Linked DNA regions of Sus scrofa: region 2 is linked to region 1. The links are chromatin contacts, called in public HiChIP or PLAC-seq maps. All regions are on one chromosome and are shown on one strand. Each heading gives the region's core, a stretch centred on a gene start, on an enhancer-like site or on the middle of the called end of the contact. The rest is flanking DNA. Distances are from core to core; before and after follow the strand shown.

The links. HiChIP or PLAC-seq counts read pairs in DNA pulled down with a chosen protein or histone mark.
Region 2: an H3K27ac HiChIP or PLAC-seq map of alveolar macrophages shows a contact between it and region 1. The contact joins the promoter of ADAT3 here to the promoter of OAZ1 in region 1. A contact is called at or near these places in 1 of 5 promoter capture datasets (liver) and 1 of 2 datasets of contacts at active chromatin or transcription factors (alveolar macrophages).

What each region holds. Positions count from the first base shown.
Region 1 is chr2:76,294,357-76,299,627 of Sscrofa11.1, reverse strand. OAZ1 (ornithine decarboxylase antizyme 1) reads left to right here and starts at 3,002. Exons shown (of 6, transcript NR_125342.1): 1 at 3,002-3,227; 2 at 4,178-4,385; 3 at 4,656-4,801; 4 at 5,187-5,271.
Region 2 is chr2:76,631,142-76,636,412 of Sscrofa11.1, reverse strand. It overlaps ADAT3 (probable inactive tRNA-specific adenosine deaminase-like protein 3), which reads left to right and starts at 2,131. Exons shown (of 2, transcript XM_021084211.1): 1 at 2,131-2,215. It overlaps SCAMP4 (secretory carrier-associated membrane protein 4), which reads left to right and starts at 2,099. Exons shown (of 7, transcript XM_003480843.4): 1 at 2,099-2,215.

The DNA of each region.
Region 1 (5,271 bases), core at 1,753-4,252:
CTACCCTGAGTCTTGGGTCCAGAGGCTCCTGCTGGCTCCCTGTGGACTAAAGAGGCCTGGATGTGGCCTAAATATCAGCCCCCCAGAGACTGATCGGGGCTGATCAGAGGTTCTGCGTGGCCACAAGGACAAAGGCTTGAGCTGCCCTGCCAGGCATCACTGGGGGGCCTGATCATGGCCTGGCCGAAGCTGTGGAGGGTACACATGGTGTGACCCAGCAACCAGTGGCCGTCCATGGGCAGTTCCAGATATTGGAGACATTCCAGAATTGCCCATCTGTGTAAGATACTGAAGGGCAGCCATGAGGCAAAGACCCAGATTTCGAAATCCTCTTCCAGCCTAAAGAAAACAGAGCTTAAACAACGGCGTACAAATAGTAAGGACACTTAAGTAGCCCCTTCAGGTGGGGGAGGGGAGTGAATTCTCAAAATAAGAGGAACATTGAAAACAATTATAACGTTAACCAAAAATTCAATTGCTTTTTTTTTTTTTTTTTTGGACTTTTTAGGGCTGCACCCATGGCATATGGAAGTTCCCAGGCTAGGGGTCAAATCAGAGCTATAGCTACCTGACTACACCACAGACACAGCAACATGGGATCCGAGCTGTGTCTGCAATGCCGGATCCTTAAGCCACTGAGGGAGGTCAGGGACCAAACCCACATCCTCATGGATCCTAGTCAGGTTTGTTACTGCTGAGCCACAATGGGAACTCCTCACCTGCTTTTTGTTTTCACCATGAGCAGGAATTCTAAGCAATGTCATATATATATATATATAACTTTTTTTTTTTTTTTTTGCATGTGGAGGTTCCCAGGCCAGAGATCGAATCCACACCACAGCAGTGACCCAAGCCACCACAGTGACAACGCTGGATTCTTAACTGCTAGGCCACCAGGGAACTCCAAATTTTATTTTTTATTTTTATTTATTTATTTTTTGCTTTCATTCTTTTCGGTCATTGATTAAATATTCTTTCCCTGGGAAATTTCTTTGGTTGGCTTCAAATTTGCAGTTATTCCAGTCTCTGCTGAGACTTTTTTGTCTTTTTTTTTTTTGTCTTGTCTTTTTAGGGCCACACCTGCGGCATATGGAAGTTTCCAGGCTAGGGGTTGAATCAGAGTTGCAGCTGCTGGCCTGCACCACAGCCATAGCAATGCCAGATTTGAGTCTCGTCTATGACCTACACCACAGCTCACAGTAACACGAGATCCTTAACTCACTGAAGGATGCCAGGGATCAAACCTGTGTCCTCATGGATACTAGTCAAGTTTGCTAACTGCTGAGCCAAGATGGGAACTCCCTGTCTTTTTAGTTGAAGTATACCGGTGTTAATTTCTGCTGTACAACAAAGTGATTCAGTTATTCATATATATTGTTATTTTTTTTTTTATGGCCACACCTGCAGCACATGGAAGTTCCTGGGCAGGGAGCAAACCTGAGCCTCGCCAGCAACCTGAGCCATTGCAGTCTTTTTTTTTGGCTTTTTTCTTTTTAGGGCCACACCTGCGGCATATGGAGTTTCCCAGGCTAAGGGTTGAATCTGAGCTGTAGCTGCTGGCCTACACCACAAGCACAGCAGCATGGGATCCGAGCCATGTCTGCGACCTACACCACAGGTCACAGCAATGCCTGATCCTTAACCCACTGAGCAAGGCCAGAACCCTCGTCCTCATGAATATTGGTTAGGTTCCTTAACCACTGAGCCATGACAGGAACTCCTGCAGTCTGATTCTTAACCCACTGTGCCATAGCAGGAATTCCCACATTCCTTTTTATATTCTGGTTTATCACAGGATATTGAATAGCGTTACCTGTGCTATACAGTAGGTCTCTGTTGTTTATCCATCCTATACACACTAGTTTGCACTCCCAAACTCCCAATCCTTCCCTCTGCCTCTGTTGAGTTTTAATAATGTTTATAGGGAAGTACTAAATTAGACACTTACATTACTTATAAATACCATGTAAGTAAACAATGAATTTTGCATTCCACATGGAAGGGAATTTGGGGACACATGCGGATTCAGCCACATGTTTTGGAGAGTATATTTCTATAAGTTTTGTAATAATTCAAGGTCCTTTTGTGGAAAGTTTGTGTCTCCAACCCCAATGGGCACAGTAGATTGGAAATAAAAGAGACGAAAGTGAGAGGCAGGGACTGAAAAGACAAAGAAAAAAGTAGGAGTAGCTTCAGTTCCTTGTAACACTTTGCAGACTCTGTGCCTAAACCCTAAAAGCGTGAAAGAAAAGAGACCTGCAAAGAATATTTTTTTTGCTTGGGGCAAAATTTAGTTCACCCATGGAATAGCTTTGTGAGTTCATCTTCAAGGAGAAGCATTTCTGCTTCAGTCCAAATGTGACAAGAAATATTTTACTAAATTTGAGTAATACCTTTAACACTGAAACTTCTCTTTTTAAACTGTAAATTGTTTCAATATGTGAAGGAGCAAATCCAGAAAATCATCTTTGGGAAAGATCATTACTAGGTTACTACAGAAAATAATTCTGTCTTATGCTGCGATGAGAGGGCTGGGACCCTTTCCTCCAAATACCCAGGACCTTTGTCGTCAGAGCCGCCTGGGGGAGGGAGTCCCTCAGGGGGAAGGGACCCCAGCGAGGGAGCCGGGGACCATGGTGGAGACGTGGCCACAACGAGACACCCCTCAAGCAGGCCCAACCAGGCGCCCCCGCCCCAGGCCCGGCTGTGGGGGGGAGGCCGGGGCGGGGCGCGCGCCGCGCACTCCCGTCACGACGGGAGCCCCGCCCTTTCCGCGCGCCCGCAGAATTACGACAGCGGCGGGGGGGCGGGGCCCGAAGCCTTTTGCCCAATCCAAGGGGCGGCTCCACGCGAGTCCGTCGCGTTTCACCAATCAGATGCCGAGAGGGGCGGGCACACCTGGATTTCCTGGCGGCACCGCCCCCTCGTGCGGCCGCGTTCCCGCGGAGCGTGGGCGTGGCCTACGCGTGATGCCTATAAAAGCGGGCGGCGGTGGCGGCGCCATTTTGCGAACGGCGAGCAGCGGCGGCGGCGCGGAGAGGCGCAGCGGAGGTTTTCCTGGTTTCGGACCCCAGCGGCCGGATGGTGAAATCCTCCCTGCAGCGGATCCTCAACAGCCACTGCTTCGCCAGAGAGAAGGAGGGGGATAAACCCAGCGCCACCGTCCACGCCACCCGCACCATGCCGCTCCTCAGCCTGCACAGCCGCGGAGGCCGCAGCAGCGAGAGGTGAGCGCCCCGCCCCCGCCCGAAGCTTCCAGAAGCGGCTCCGCGCAGGCCCGCAGGGGGCAGGCGGCGGGGCGCCACGGAAGTCCCGGGAGCGCGAGGTCCGCCCCTTTGTCGATGCCACAGTCGCGCGGGGGGCGGGTTCTTGGCGGGATGGGGGCGGGGCCCGGGGGCGGGACTGGGAGCGTGGGTTGTGTCTCAGGTTCGGTTGCCCGACGGATGGTGTATCCCGTTGAGTTTGAGGGACACTGGAGTCTTTGGATTGGGGACTTCAGGTACCTGGTCGGGTTTAGGGGAGCACGGGAGTCTCTGGGTTGGGGGCTTCAGGTATCTGCTCGGGTTGCGGGGGGGCACGGGAGGTCACGGGCTGGGGACGTGAGATTCCGTGGCCAGGTTTGGGGCAGCGGGACCCGAAGTGGAGTCGGGTCCCGAGAATCTGTGATTTGCCGATGCGGAGGGTTTGATCGTTCTGCGGCTGGACGAATTCGGCCGAGCCACCCCCGCCCCCGGACGTGGCCCCGGGACGCGGCGGTCCTGGGCGCCACGTAGACGGCGCCCGGGGCCCTTCTCAGGGTGGTGGCCGGACCGCCCCCTCCCCCGTTGGGCGGTGGAGGGCGGGGGTCCAGGTGAGCTGCGGTTCGCGAGCTACTTGACGACTGCCCCGGGAGATTTCCGCGGCCAGACCCCGAGCCGTGATGCAGACGTCGGCGTGTCGGGGCGCCCCGGATGGGAGCTGAGCAAAATGGAGGCGACTTTGGGCCCTGTTTACACTGCGCAGCAAATGGCTGCTGGCGCTGCCGGTTGCGCGATTGTGAAAATCTCCCCCGGGGCCGAGGGCCTCTCTGCTGAGATGACGCAACCCGAGGCCGCTGGGAGTGCGCGGGAGGGCGTCTCTGCGGGCCTGTCCCCGCAGCGCTCGCGTGGGTCCGAACGGGCCCCTCGCTTCCCAGCAGGTGTGGACGATGAAAGGGTCGAGGCCTGGGCTGCTTCTGTGAAAAGACAGGTTCCTGGATCACTAGGAAAAGGCTGCTGGATTTCGAGGTCTCCACTGCAGCCTGAAAAGTGGAAAAGGGGAAGCTGAAGCCGCTCGACTTAGAAGTGGGAAGTAGAACCTGATGCAGGCTTGGCTTGAGACAGTTTGTGGTGGTCTTAAGATAAAGGGTGAGACAGCCACCCAGGGGATGAATTGGGCCCTTAGCCAGCATTACCCCCCACCGCCACTCCAGAAGTTGGATTTGAGAGGCTGCTTGTTCTGTGATTGCATAACTATCTTAACTGGTGGCCAGCAGGTGTTGATTTTTGCACTTGGAGGGGTAAGGGGCAGGGTCCTAGGTGGATTTGGCTATCAATCTAGCCTTGCTGGGACTTGAGTCCCTCACCAAAGGCCAGTGGGTCTATTGCCAGTGCTGCTCACCAGCCCATTTCCTTCAGTTCCAGGGTCTCCATCAACTGCTGTAGTAACCTGGGTCCAGGGCCTCGGTGGTGCTCCTGATGTCCCTCACCCACCCCTGAAGATCCCAGGTGGGCGAGGGAATAGTCAGAGGGATCACAATCTTTCAGCTAATTTATTTTACTCTGTAAGTATTCTGGTTCCTTGGATTTCCTGGGTACCTGAGGTGGGGGGAGAGCAGCCAGACCCACAGCATCTGTTACTTAGCAGGCAGAAATGTTTCGTGCACCTGTCGTGTGCCAGGAACTGTACACCACTTTATCAAATTCTCTAAATCCAGGGTTCAAGGAACAAAGGTGCAAACAACAGCCTGGGCCTTGCCTTATGTAGCCTTTGCCCCTCACCCTGGGGCACCTGCTCTGGCCCCGGGCCAAGCCACCACCCCACAGCCAAACATTAGTATTGCAAGGGACTAGTGCTTTTCTGCGTTTTTAAATTGTCATCAGTAGGAAGGGTGAAGATTTCCACCCTGTGAAGGTTGGTGTCCAAGGTTGGCTTTTTTTCTTCCACAGGATAATCGGCTGAATGTAACAGAGGAACTAACGTCTAATAACAAGACGAGAATTTTAAACGTCCAATCCAGGCTCACAGATGCCA
Region 2 (5,271 bases), core at 882-3,381, 340 kb before region 1:
TGCCTCCCCTCTCCCAGACTGCTTCTCTCCCCCACTCAGCGCTGTTCTTTGGATGCACTGACTTGGTGCATGACTTCCTCAGGAAAGATTTAGTGGGCCTTTGTTGCTTTTCCTCCCCAAGGTGGAGTTCTTTGTGTTGGCACAGATATGCACGTTATAGGATACTGTATGGATAGCATGACAGTAGGGTCCCTGGACTAGGGGAACTCATAGGCAGACGGGTGGGTTGGGGGCCTGCCAGCATCTCTCAGTCTGCAAAGAAAGGATTTCAGAAATCTTGTCCGTTCCTGTCCTGAAAGGAGATGAAGGCGGCAGGCAAACAAGAGGTAGGAAGAAAAGGATCATTTCTTTTCTCTCCTTTTCTTTTTTTGGCTAAGACCTCAGTATACAGAAGTTCCTGGGCCAGGGATTGAACTTGGGCCACAGCTGTAACCAGAGCAACAGCAGTGAAAATGCTGGATCCTTAACCCACTGAACCACATGGGAACTTCATGAGTTTTTCTTTTCTTTATTTTTTTTCTTTTTCTTTTTTTTCTTTCTTTCTTTTTTTTTTTTTTTTTTTTTTTTTTTTGGTCTTTTTGCCTTTTCTAGGGCTGCTCCCTCGGCATATGGAGGTTCCCAGGCTAGGGGTCTAATCGGAGCCGTAGCCACCGGCCTATGCCAGAGCCACAGCAACACAGGATCCGAGCCGCGTCTGCGACCTACACCACAGCTCACGGCAACACCGGATCCTCGACCCACTGAGTGAGGCCAGGGATCGAATCCACAACCTCATGGTTCCTAGTCGGACTCATTAACCACTGCGCCACGACAAGAACTCCCAAGTTTTTATTTAGAAAAGAAAAAGTAGGAGTTCCCGTCGTGGCGCAGTGGTTAACGAATCCGACTAGGAACCATGAGGTTTGCGGGTTTGATCCCTGCCCTTGCTCAGTGGATTAAGGATCTGGCATTGCTGTGAGCTGTGGTGTATGCCAGCAGCTACAGCTCTGATTAGACCCCCTAGCCTGGGAACCTCCATATGCTGCAGGTGTGTCCCTAAAAAGACAAAAAGACCAAAATAAATAAATAAACAAACAAATAAATAAAAGAAAAAGAAAAGAAAAAAAAGAGAGTGACCAGCTTCAAGCAGTATGATTTCCTGGAGTGCTTTTTTACACAGGAATAGATGGGCATGCCAGGCAATGCTTTGCAAATTAAGATGAGAAACACATGGGGTTGGACTCTCAGAGGCCTGCAGGGTTGAAGAGCTGTGCTGCAGTGGAGACTCCAGGAGAGGTCTCCCGTCCAGCCACTCTCTTCCAAGGGTAGACCTTTGTGGGATCCTGGCAGGGGCACTCCTAGGTTCTTGCAGGAGTGGAATAGGGAGAAAATGGAAAGGTAGAAAAATTTCCCTCTTCAGGGTCCTTTTAGACCTAAACCTTTCTTCTTGCTTAGCAGTGGGGTTAAACTGGGGTCTTCCTTACAGTGGACATTTGCCAGTCTGTTTCGAGGGTGCCTTATGCATTGTAGGGTGTTGAGCAGCATCCCTGGCCTCCAAGTTTTGCTGTCAGGAGCACCCCTAATCCTAACAACCATAAATATTCCTAGACAGTGCCCAGGGTCCCTTGGGAGTGGTGGTACCTATTGCTCCTGGTTGAGATCTGGCTTACACCTGTTTAACTAGGATGAATAACTGAATTTGCTGATAAAATAAGCTTGTTTTGCCTTGGAGTCAAGAGGTCCCCTTTGCCTACTGTACAGATGGAAAAATGAGACTGGAGTCTGCGGCCCTAGAGGATAATTGGAACCTGACCGCATCCAGGTATCTAGGGACAGCCCCTCTGGAGCCACGTGGCAGCAGCAAACTGGACTCAGGGAGTGACTACAGCGGGTGTCGTGTGCCCCTCTGACTCAGTCTCTTCACTCTGCTGATTTCCCAAAGGGCCTCCAAGGTTCGACTTTTCCCGGCCGTCCAGTGGGTCTCGAACCCTCGAAACAGAGCCAGCCCCGCTCTAGCGGGTCACCTGAGCGGCGCATAGGGGAGAGGCGGAGCGAGGCGGCGGCGAGCGCGGCCTTGTGGGGATTGTAGTCTCGGCCCCGCCTTCGCCTCGCGCCGACCCCGCCCCTGGAACTACGCTCCCGTCGTGCCCCGCAGCGCCAGGCGGTGGTGGAGGCGGGGCAGGTGGGCTGGTTGCTAAGACTTGGTGAAACGCCGCGCTCCTGCCGGTATCCTCAGGTAAGCACCGGGTCTCGGGCTCTTGCGACCCAGGCTTCCGAGGAGGGCGAGCGGGGGGGGGGGCGGGGGGCGCGGCTGCGGGGACATCGTTTGCGCGGGGAGCGAGTGGGTAGCCAGGCCCTGTTTCTGCGCGCCTCGGGCGGGAGCTGGCAGCGACGCGTGTACGCGTGCGCGGAGGGCCGTTGGGCCGCGGGGACGCGGCTCTCCGCGCGCATCTACGTGTTGCGCGTGCTTCTGCCCCTGCGGTTTGTTGTGAAGACCTGGTGCCGCAGCTGCTTTCGGTGCGCCCTTCCCTCGTGTCATCGCGGCCAACCCTCTGCCTCCTTAACAGCTTCCCACCTTCCTTGGGTGAAAGGCCTCAGTCTTTCTGAACGTCCTAAACCGTGACAGTCCTTCCTGTTTCTTACGGAATGTGTGAGCGGGCAAGGCCTTCTTAAGTTCTAGCCTCGCGTCTCTCCCACACGCCACATGCCCGAGGTTTTTGAACTTTCCTGCAGAAGCCTGCTTTTAGGGAGGCGATTGTCCGCAGGTAAACACGCAAGTTATCCCATTAAATTCGAGTTTTGCGTTAATAACGAATATATGTGTATATGTTTTTTAGTGTATTTCCTAAAGATTGCATGGGACACACTTTTGATAAAAATTATCAGCTCAGTGACTGTGGCATAGGCCAGTGGCTATAGCTGCGATTCAACTGGGAGCCGTCGTATGCCATGGGTGTGGTCCTAAAAAGAAAAAAAAAATTATCAGCTCACTTGGCATTTGAATTTATCAGGGTGAGACCCCCACCCCCACCCTGATAAATTGTTTTCTGGAGACGCTATGCAGACTTGGTGGCCTTCCACCAGTGGGTGTGGTGGAGACTTCAGTACTGGATGTCTCCAGCACCCTCTGCACAGGACTCCCCACCCTGCCTCATCTGCCGTCCAGGCCCAGCTGTGGGTTACTCTCTCCCAGGAGCCTTCCTGGAGTCTGCCTGCCACAGTCAGGACTGGGCCCCTGAGGAGCTGTGCCCCAGAACAGGGCCATGCCTCGCATGGATTTTTGCACTTTCTGCCCCTGACGGCATGGTAGTGGTGGATCCTGTTTCACTGAGTGGGAAGCTGGGTTGGGGTCAGGACAGGTACCCTAGGTCTTAGCCAGGAAGGTGCGGACTTGGGGAGGACGTGAGGCAGGGCCCGGACACAACTAGTGGTGAGATAAGGCCTCTCTCTGGGATTGGGTGTCACCTGCAGAGCCTCAGCTCACTGAATAAGCACCCTATCCCTACTCCTCCTGGAACCCTGGGTGCAAGTGCCACAGGAATTCCTGAGCACTGGATGAGGAGACTGGCTCTTAAGGGCCTGGCTTGCTGGTCCAGCAGACCCTCCAGGGGCTTCCCCAATGCAGTGAGCCCTCCCTGGCAGTCCATGCCTGCAGCAGAGGCTGCAGCTGTCAACGTAAACTCCCTAGCTGTAGGCAGAGGGAGTTGGCCAAACCCAGGTCAGGGCTGAGCTGGGCAGGACCAGTAGAGAGCGCAGCAGGGAGGGGTGTGGGGTTTTGAGAACAAAAAGAGGAACAGGTCAGCCTCGGACCATGTTTAGGTATCTGGAGGTGTTTAAGCAAGTCGTGGATGTGGGTGCTGTTCCCAGATGGGCTGCTCCCTTTGTTGAGGGGGGGTCACTCTCTGCAGAACCTGCTTCTCATCTGTAAAAGGGGCTCAGGACACCGATCGTACAGGGCTCAGAGGGCAGAATCAGGGAGCTCTTGGCCACCTGGCCGAGAGATCAGATCCTGGCTCTGCCCTCCTAGCCAGTCCCTTGGCCAGTAGGAAGCCGATAGCCCTAGTCTCCCTCTGGGGTCACTGAATGGAGTTGGGGAGCCCAAGCTCAGAGGTATGAGGACATGCTGTGGGTACAGCACCAGCCTTGGTCAGGAGGTGCTGGGCCTTGTTTGGGGTCTGCTGACCTAGCAGATGTCCCCCCGTCGCCAGGAACAGCAGCTTTACTGAGATACGATGCACACACATTGTGTGGGTTACCCACTTAAAATCTATGTTTTAGCATTTTTAGTATATTTATAATGTGTGACTATCATCTAATTCCAGAACATTCCACCACCCCAAAAGGAAGCTCTCTTCCCCCATCACCAGTCACTCCCCTTCCTCCTCCTCACCAGCCCCTGACAACTAGGAACCCACTCTTTGTTTCCGGATATGCCTGTTCTGGGCATTTCCCATCCATGGAATCCCACACTGTGTGTCCTTCTGTGTCTGCTTCTCTCACTGAGCATCGTGGTCTCCAGGTCTGTCCACGTGGTAGGAGTGTTCGTGCTTCTCTCCTTTTCAGGCTAAGTGATGTCTCATTGTGTGGAAGGACTGCATTTGGTTTTTCCATTCATCTATCAGTGGATGTTTGGATTGTGTCCACCTTCAGCAAAGCAAGCTGCAAGCCACATCTGTGACCTACACCATAGCTCACGGCAATGCCGGATCACTAACCCGCTGAACAGTGCCAGGGATTGAGCCCATATCCTCATGCGTACTAGTCGGGTTCGTTACTGTTGAGCCATGACGGGAACTATTGTTCACCTTTTGCTGTTGTGAATCGTGCTGCTGTGAATGTGCGTGGGCAGGTTTCCGTGTGGATGTGTGTCTTCACTTTTCCTGGGCACATACCTGGGAGAGGAGTGGAGTTCAACTGGTGCCCTCCTGGGTTTTCATTCACCCTCCCCTAGGAGCTGGCGTCCTGGCCAGCAGTGTCCTGGTGGCAGCCTCCTTTATCTGTTGCTTGCTTTGTTTTAATCAGATAGGGGTTGCACTCTTGAAGGGACAAATGGGACTGTGTCTGTCTTTTGCCTGGGAGACAGTGGGAGCTTTTGTGGTCTGGAGCCGGCCATAGCCTCCCCGGCACAGTGTGTACCGGGAGCAGATTTGGAGCTGCACTGTGGACCCTCCTGAGGGCCCCGCCTGGCACAGGGGTCATGGGTGCCCGAGGGACCTCTCCACGCTTGCTACTTCTCAGAACTGCCACCAGCACCCATTCCTGTGTTCGCCAAGCTTGTATGGCGAGCTTCAG